2 separate regions of the Sus scrofa genome follow, and region 2 is linked to region 1. Evidence: chromatin contacts called from public HiChIP or PLAC-seq data. All regions are on one chromosome and are shown on one strand. Each heading gives the region's core, a stretch centred on a gene start, on an enhancer-like site or on the middle of the called end of the contact. The rest is flanking DNA. Distances are from core to core; before and after follow the strand shown.

The links. HiChIP or PLAC-seq counts read pairs in DNA pulled down with a chosen protein or histone mark.
Region 2: a contact with region 1 is called in an H3K27ac HiChIP or PLAC-seq map of alveolar macrophages. The contact joins two enhancer-like sites. A contact is called at or near these places in 7 of 47 Hi-C or Micro-C datasets (alveolar macrophages, embryonic fibroblasts, fetal skeletal muscle and 3 more) and 1 of 2 datasets of contacts at active chromatin or transcription factors (alveolar macrophages).

The regions. Positions count from the first base shown.
Region 1 is chr1:235,925,472-235,929,352 of Sscrofa11.1, reverse strand. All of the region lies in intron 1 of UNC13B (protein unc-13 homolog B), which reads right to left. Among named protein-coding and RNA genes, the nearest start is that of UNC13B, 8.7 kb to the right of the region's middle. Within about 2 kb of position 1,797, at least 1 of the 83 cell types and tissues checked has an H3K27ac peak or open chromatin away from gene starts, as enhancers often do. A contact at or near this core is called in alveolar macrophages, where this site is marked.
Region 2 is chr1:236,011,021-236,014,901 of Sscrofa11.1, reverse strand. The region is part of intron 7 of UNC13B (protein unc-13 homolog B); the gene reads right to left. Among named protein-coding and RNA genes, the nearest start is that of UNC13B, 94 kb to the right of the region's middle. Within about 2 kb of position 1,846, at least 4 of the 83 cell types and tissues checked have an H3K27ac peak or open chromatin away from gene starts, as enhancers often do. A contact at or near this core is called in alveolar macrophages, where this site is marked.

The sequences.
Region 1 (3,881 bases), core at 548-3,047:
AAAATGAAACTTTCCTTTCTGCAGGTGAACACAAAATTCTACCTCATGATTATATTTTTATTTCGTTTCTCAGTAATCAGAGAAAGAATCACAACAAAGCAGGAAATACAAAAACTGGTTATCTAACTTTCCTCATCAGGAGCAGCTATACCTAAGTATTCTATACAGAAGGAAATAAGTTATTTTTCAATAGCCCTAAGAAAATGGACTCCACTGCTTTCCTGTGACAGTTAAAACCCCATCAAAAAAGTTTTCATTTATGTTCAATCTAAATCATCCCTGCTATGGAGTTCCCGTCGTGGTTCAGTGGTTAACAAATCCGACTAGGAACCATGAGATTGCAGGTTGGGTTCCTGGCCTTGCTCAGTGGGTTAAGGATCCAGCGTTGCCGTGAGCTCTGGTGTAGATCACAGATGTGGCTCGGATCCCGAGTTGCTGTGGCTCTGGTGTAGGCCGGCGACTATGGCTCTGATTCTACCCCTAGCCTGGGAACCTGTGTCTGCCGTGAGAGCAGCCCAAGAAATGGCAAAAAAGACAAATAAATAAATAAATTACCCCTGCTATAATTTAAGGGTTTCTATTTTCTCCCCCACTTAATCTAAACCACACATTGTCACCAGGATTATAGACACTTAAAGCAGTGCTTTCATCAAGTTAGGGAGATTCAAATTTAACAAACCTGTTTGGATGACACTGTCTCAGACACTCAGATACGTACATTATTTTTGTTTAATCTTCACAATAATCCTATTAGGCAAAATATTTAAATAGTTTTTAAGTGTCTTCCACAAGGTGCTTATTAGTTGCAGGAGAGTAGAGAAGAAGCAGGAGACAAATCAAACACTATTTAACTGAGTAATCAAAATTAACATCACTAGACAGAGACAGACATCATGTGCTTTCTGATGTGATACCCTGAGAAGGACACATCCCCAATTATGCAGTACTCCAATCCAAAATGGTTACCAACAGACAAACCCAAAATGAGAAACATTTCACTAAAAAAGGAAAGGGAGTTGTATTCTTTTTAAACATGCCAATATTTTTAAAGGCTATAAAATCTTTCATATTGAAGGAGGCTAAAGAGACATGACTTACTAGTTGTAATACTAAATCTTAGACTGGATCCTGTACTGGAAGCTATAATGGACATTTGACAATTGGGATAATTGATAAAATTGGAATAAAAATGACAGATAAAATAAAAGTATTAAATCACTGCTAAATTTACTAAGGGAAATAACTGCATTATGGTTATATCAGAGAAGATCTTTATTCTTAGAGAAATAAACCATGAAGTATTCAGGCAGTAGGGAGACACAATGTCTGTACTTGCCATCAAATGATTGTTCTCTGTAGTAGTTTCATTTTTGCAACTTTTCTGTAAGTCTGAAATTATTTCTGGATTAAAAGTTTGTTTTAAAAAACTGACGAGGGAATTCCCATTGTGGCTCAGCAGGTTAGAATCCAACTAGCATCCATGAGGATGCAGGTTTGATCCCTGGCCTCACTCAGTGATCCGGTGTTGCCCTTAGCTGCAGTGTAGGTGGCAGATGAGGCTGGGATCTGGCGTTGCTGTGGCTGTCGTGTAGGCCAGCAGATGTAGCTCCGATTCGACCCTAGCCTAGGAACCTCCATATGCCGCGGGTGCAGTCCTAAAAAGACAAAAAAAAAAAAAAAAGAGGAAGAGGAAGAGGAAGAGAGAAATGAAACCTCAAAGATTAAGAGACACATATAAGGAATTCCTGTTGTGGCTCAGAGGGTTAAAAACGCAACTAGTATCCATGAGGATGCAGGTTCAGTCCCCGGCCTCACCCAGTGGGTTAAGAATCCAGAACTGCTGAGCTGCGGTGGCTACAGCTGTGACGTAGCTCCAATTTGACCTCTAGCCTGAAAATTTCCATGTGTCATAGAGTTGGCCCTAAAAAGACAAAAAAGAGAGAGAAACATCTAGAACCTATCAACCTTTCTCGAAAAACTGAAAACAGAACTACTATACAATCTAGTAATTCCATTCCCAGGTATATATCCCCAAAAAACCCCAAAAACACTAATTCGAAAAGATGTATGCACCACTATGCTCACAGCAGCACTATTTACAATTGGCAAGACATGGAAACAACCTAAATGTCCATTGACAGATGAATGGATAAAGAAGCTGTGGTGTGTGGATGGATAGATATGATAGATAATGGAATACTACTCAACCATAAAAAAGAATGAAAATTTGCCATTTGCAGTAACTTGGATGGACTTGGAGGACATTATTTTAAGTAAAATAAGACAAAGATAAATACGATATAATATCATTTATATCTGGAACCTAACAAATATAACAAACTAGTGAATATAACATAAAAAAGGCTGAGATATGGAGAACAAACTACAATTTGTACTAATTTGGTGGGAGAGGGGGCCAAAAGAGGGTTGGGGATTGGGAGATACAAACCACTGGGTGTAAAATAGGCTCAAGGATTACTGTACAACATAGGAAATACAGCTGATATTTTGTAATAACTGCAAATGGAAAGTAAACTTTAAAAACAGTATAAAGGAGTTTCCTGGTGGTTCAGCAGATAAGGATCCAGCATTGTCATTGCTGTGGCTCAGGTTGCTTCTGTGGCAGGGGTTCAATCTACACAGGCATGGCCAATAAATAAATTTTAAATAACTTTTTTAAAAAGACCTATCAACTGGAGTTCCCGTCGTGGCTCTGTGGTTAATGAATCCGACTAGGAACCATGAGGTTGCGGGTTCGATCCCTGGCCTTGCTCAGTGGGTTAAGGATCTGGCGTTGCGGTGAGCTGCAGAGTAGGTTGCAGACACAGCTCGGATCCCGTGTTGCTGTGGCTCTGGCGTAGGCCAGCGGCTATGGCTCCGATTCGACCCCTAGCCTGGGAACCTCCATATGCCTTGGGAGCGGCCCAAGAAATGACAAAAAGACCAAAAAAAGCTAAAAAAATTTTAAAAAAATAAAATGACCTATCAACTAATAGCAGGCGCTTACAGTGGTCCTGATTCAAACATTCAAATGTAAAAAAGAAAAAAAATGTAAAATTTATGAACCAACTGGAAATTCAAACACAATGGAATTAAGGAATTTTCTAAAATGTGATATTGGTTTTGCAGGGAGTGGGGTTAATCTTTATCTTTTGGAGATACATACTGAAATATTTACAGATGAAATGTAGTATACAGGTTTGCTTCAAAATAATATAGAAAAAAATATAAAAAAGAAAAAATAGTATAGAAAAGAGGAAGACTGGATGAAGTTAAAGAAAAAAGAACTCATAAATGTTGAAGCTGGGTGGCAGGAACTTGTAGATTCATTATCCTGTTCTATCTACTTTCATATATCTTAAATTCTCCATAATTAAAAAGGTTTTAAATTTTTTTTTTTTAAATTGAAGTATAGTTGGAGTTGCTGTGGCTGTGGTATAGGCCGGCAGCTATAGCTCTGATTCAACCCCTAGCTTGGGAACTTCCATATGCCATAGGTGTGGCCATAAAAACATTTTAAAAAATGGATTAATTAAAAAAAAAAGACAAACTAAAAAACAAGCTAAACTCCTCTATGGTGTTGGAGTCAGACAATCTATCCTTTGGGAATGTGAGAAGGAGTAATGACCGAGAGGAAGAGTTCATGTGGACTTCTTGGGTGTTAGTAGTGTTCTATTTCTTGACCTAAGTGATGGTCACATGAATGTGCTCACTTTGTGATAATTCATTGAGACCTACACTTCAGATCTGTGACCTTAACATACAATAAGCCAATTAAAAATGTGATATACAAACAGCAAATCTTCGCTGAACTTTAATAAACAGTCCACCATGAGGTATGTATAAAAACACCCCCAAACAAATAATCTTGCTTTAAAAGT
Region 2 (3,881 bases), core at 597-3,096, 86 kb before region 1:
TGTGGCTGTGGTGTAGGCCAGCAGCTAGAGCTCTGATTCGAACCCTAGCCTGGGAACCTCCATATGCCTTGGGTGTGGCCCTAAAAAGCAAAAAAGAAAAAAGAAAGCTATCAGAAGTCCCAACAATATAATATTTAAAAAAAAAACCCACAGAGTTCCCATCATGGCTCAGTGGTTAACAAATCCGACTAGGAACCATGAGGGTGCGGGTTTGATCCCTGGCCTCGCTCAGCGGGTTGAGGATCCGGCGTTGCTGTGAGCTGTGGTGTAGGTTGCAGACGAAGCTCAAATCCTGCGTTGCTGTGGCTCTGGCGTAGGCTGGTGGCTACGGCTCCGATTAGACTCCTAGCCTGGGAATCTCCATATGCCGTGGGAGCGGTCCTAGAAAAGGCAAAAAGACAAAAAAAAAAAGAATACAGTCAAAATATCATAACAACTTTGTATAGTGACAGAAGGTAATTAGACTTATCGAGGTGATCATCTCAATGTATAAAAGTATCTAATCACTACGTTGTACACAAGAAACTAAGATTATTTATTAATTATAATTCAAAATATAAAATTAAAATTTTAACAATTAAAATAAAGTCTCAACACACTGTGCTAATGTCTTGAAGGAGCTGGCATTCCTGTTGTGGTGCAGCGGAAACTAATCCGCTTGCCTTGCTCAGTGGGTTAGGGATCCGGCGTTGCCAAATAGCAACATGACATTGCAAAAGGATAGAGAATAGGCTGGGTTCTATCCCTTCAAAAGTTATGGTGAGGGATTCTGGATCCCTTTTGTAAATATGGATTCACCTACTATATGCTCTTGAAAGGACGCTAATAGTAGTTGTGATTGTCACTAAGTTGACACTAAGTTCTCTAAGAGATAGATGCCTTGATAGGCAGGGCTTTTCAGCTTGATGGCTATTGTCATCTGGAGAGTAAGTAATATGCAAAACAAATTGCTGTAGAACAGACCCTATAGATCTGGTGCCAGCCACGCTTCCTTTTTATCTTGAGCTATGCAAGGTCATTAGGTCTGATGGTCAGAAGTGTCAGGTCCTGTCAAGTGAGTCACATGTGGTATAAAATGCAACAGTGATAGACAGTCCCATAGTTTGCTGTATATGGTCATGCCTTTACACAGTGAGTATTTGCTAATCACGTCCACTCCTTCCAGCATGGGATAAATCCAGAATGGAAGAAAAGCATTCCAGACCGGAAACAGATGGACAAAATTTCCTCTTCTACTAAAGCCCACCATCACCTGCCTAGGAGAACAAGTCCTGGTCCCCATCAAGAGGCAATCAGAATACCCCACAAGCATAAAGTTAATCTTATTTGTGGTAGGTAGTGAAATGAGATTAACAGCAGCACTGGCAGTACCTGCCCAGAGTTTGCGTATGGTTGGTTCTAGTGGAGGAAATACACCATCACCTCTAGGAACAGGCAGTAATCTAATCTTCCAGGTAAGGAATATCTGGTTACATATGTAAAATGGCCTATTTCTCTGCCTCTCCAAACAGGTAGAATACTAAAAATAAGTCACAGTATGACAGTGGACAGTTTTAGAGACCAACAGGATATTAGAGGAATATTTGAATGCAGTGCAGACTAGGGATACAGCATGTCAGACCTGATGGCTTAACAGTAGTGGGATGCACTAACACCTCATACTTCCTAAGGATCAACAGTATCAGCAGGATGGATCACCAGGAAACACAAGAAGAAGAAGCGGAAAGGAAGAAAGGGTAAGACATTTTATATAAACATGTCTTTTCTGGGTATGCTGGTAAAAGAAATCCTTGTGAAGTTAGTGATGTTCAAATAAGATTTCATAACTTGGTAACCAAGCAGTGTATTAGTGACAGTGCTTTTGAATGTTTGGTCACTGTTATTCATGCCTGTGACTCACACCCAACTGTTCTGAACTGATTCATTCTTTAAGAAAAATTTTAAACAATATGTTAAATTATGCCCTATCTTTCTAATTTAAAAGACTGATTCACACTCAGGAAATTTTGGTTTATGATCTGACATGTCACTATTTATAGGCAATATTTTAACAAAAGCAGTGAAACAACAAATCTTTCATAGACAATCAATGAGGTCTCTTTGAAACGTCAATGGTGGACTGCATCTCAATCAAAAATTCAAGCTTTGAGGTCATGTTACACATAAAAATAACAGATTCCAGAAGTTCTTTCAGCCATAGTAATTTATTAGGGGAGACCTTAGGGATGTCACCAATAGAGAAGAAAAAACTTTAAGAGATACTTAGAACTCTCAATCAAGGAATCACTAGTATTGCTGAAGTCAACTACTGCAACAACTAACCAACATTCAATTAAGTCTCAAAATCAAACTAAAAAAGTAAATCTACAATGACTTACTTATATATTGTCATACCTGGGATCATTTTTAATAAATATTTATTACTTTTTAAATTATAAAATAAATGCATTTGAAGAAAATTTAGAAAATATTTAAAAAGTACAAAGAAAAAAAAACTTACCCACAATTCTACCACTGAGAGCCACTATTAAAACTACTACCTGGGTTTTTTTTTTTTTCCTATGGTCATGAGTATATAATTTATTTTTTAGATAACTGGGATTGTACTGCTTCATCAGTTTAGGATCCTGCTTTTTAAAAACTTATTCACATAAAAATACTTAAAAATATTATTCCATTATAAGGAAATGTCACAATTACCCATTCATCCAGTAATTTTGTAATTTTTCTCCATTATAATTAAAGCCTATTTATAAATATTCCTTTGCATCTCAATAGGTTATCTTCCTTGAATACTTCCTAGAAGTGAAATTACTGAATCATAAAGGTTGTACTAATTTACACACCCTGGCAGAATATGTGAGTACTCATCTCATCAAATCCTTGCCAGATGCTGAATCACTTTTGATTTATTTCTCAACTGCAGCCAGTGATACTGTCACTGATAATACAGTGGGTGGGCAAAGCAGACGTATAAAAATTGAAAATAGCAGAAAGCTGTAGAACTTAGTAGTCATAAAATTATTCAGTGTGCCAACATGGTTCAGTGCTACACTCCTTGACAAGATATAGGTATAAATATTCTTATTGAACAATGAAGTTTAAATACCATCCCCCACTAAAAGGAGCCAAGACCAAAAAAAAAAAAAAAAAAAAAGAGAGAGAGAGAGACAACATGAGACTGGAACATCTTGTATCAGGATAGGAAGGAAGTGGTTTAAAAAAATATATATGGAATTGAACTTCCCGATGTGGTGCAGTTGGTTAAGGATCTGACTGCAACAGTTCAGGTCACTGTGGAGGTGCGGGTTCGATTCCCAACAGGGCACAGTGGGTTAAAGGATCTGGTATTGTTGCAGTTTCAGCTCAGATTCGATCCTTGGCCTTGGAACTTCCATATGCATGGGTGTGGCAAAAAAAAGGAAAAAAAAAAATTCCAACTACAGAGGCCTGGGTTGCTGCAGAGGCACAGGTTAGACCTCTGGCCTAGTAGAAGAGGATAAGGATCTGGCATTGCCACAGCTGCAGAGTAAGTCACACTGGCTCAGACTCAATCCCTGGCCCAGGAACTTCCATATGCTGTGGCCATTTAAAAAAAAAAATGAGGAGGTCATGTCAGAAGGACACAGAATCTGATTTAAAGGTACTCTCACTGGCCAAGTTCAGGACAATTTGAGCATTGAAGAGAATGACAGAACTGGATTATAAAGCATTGAGTTAAAAAAAGAATTCATGGGAGTACCTGGTGGCCAAATGGGTTAAGAATCACATTGTCACTGCTGTGGCTTAAGTAGTTGCTGTGGGCACTGGTTCAATCCCTGGCCTGGGAACTTCCACAAGCCATGGGCAAGAATTCATGAGTCCAGAGTGATAGACATTAA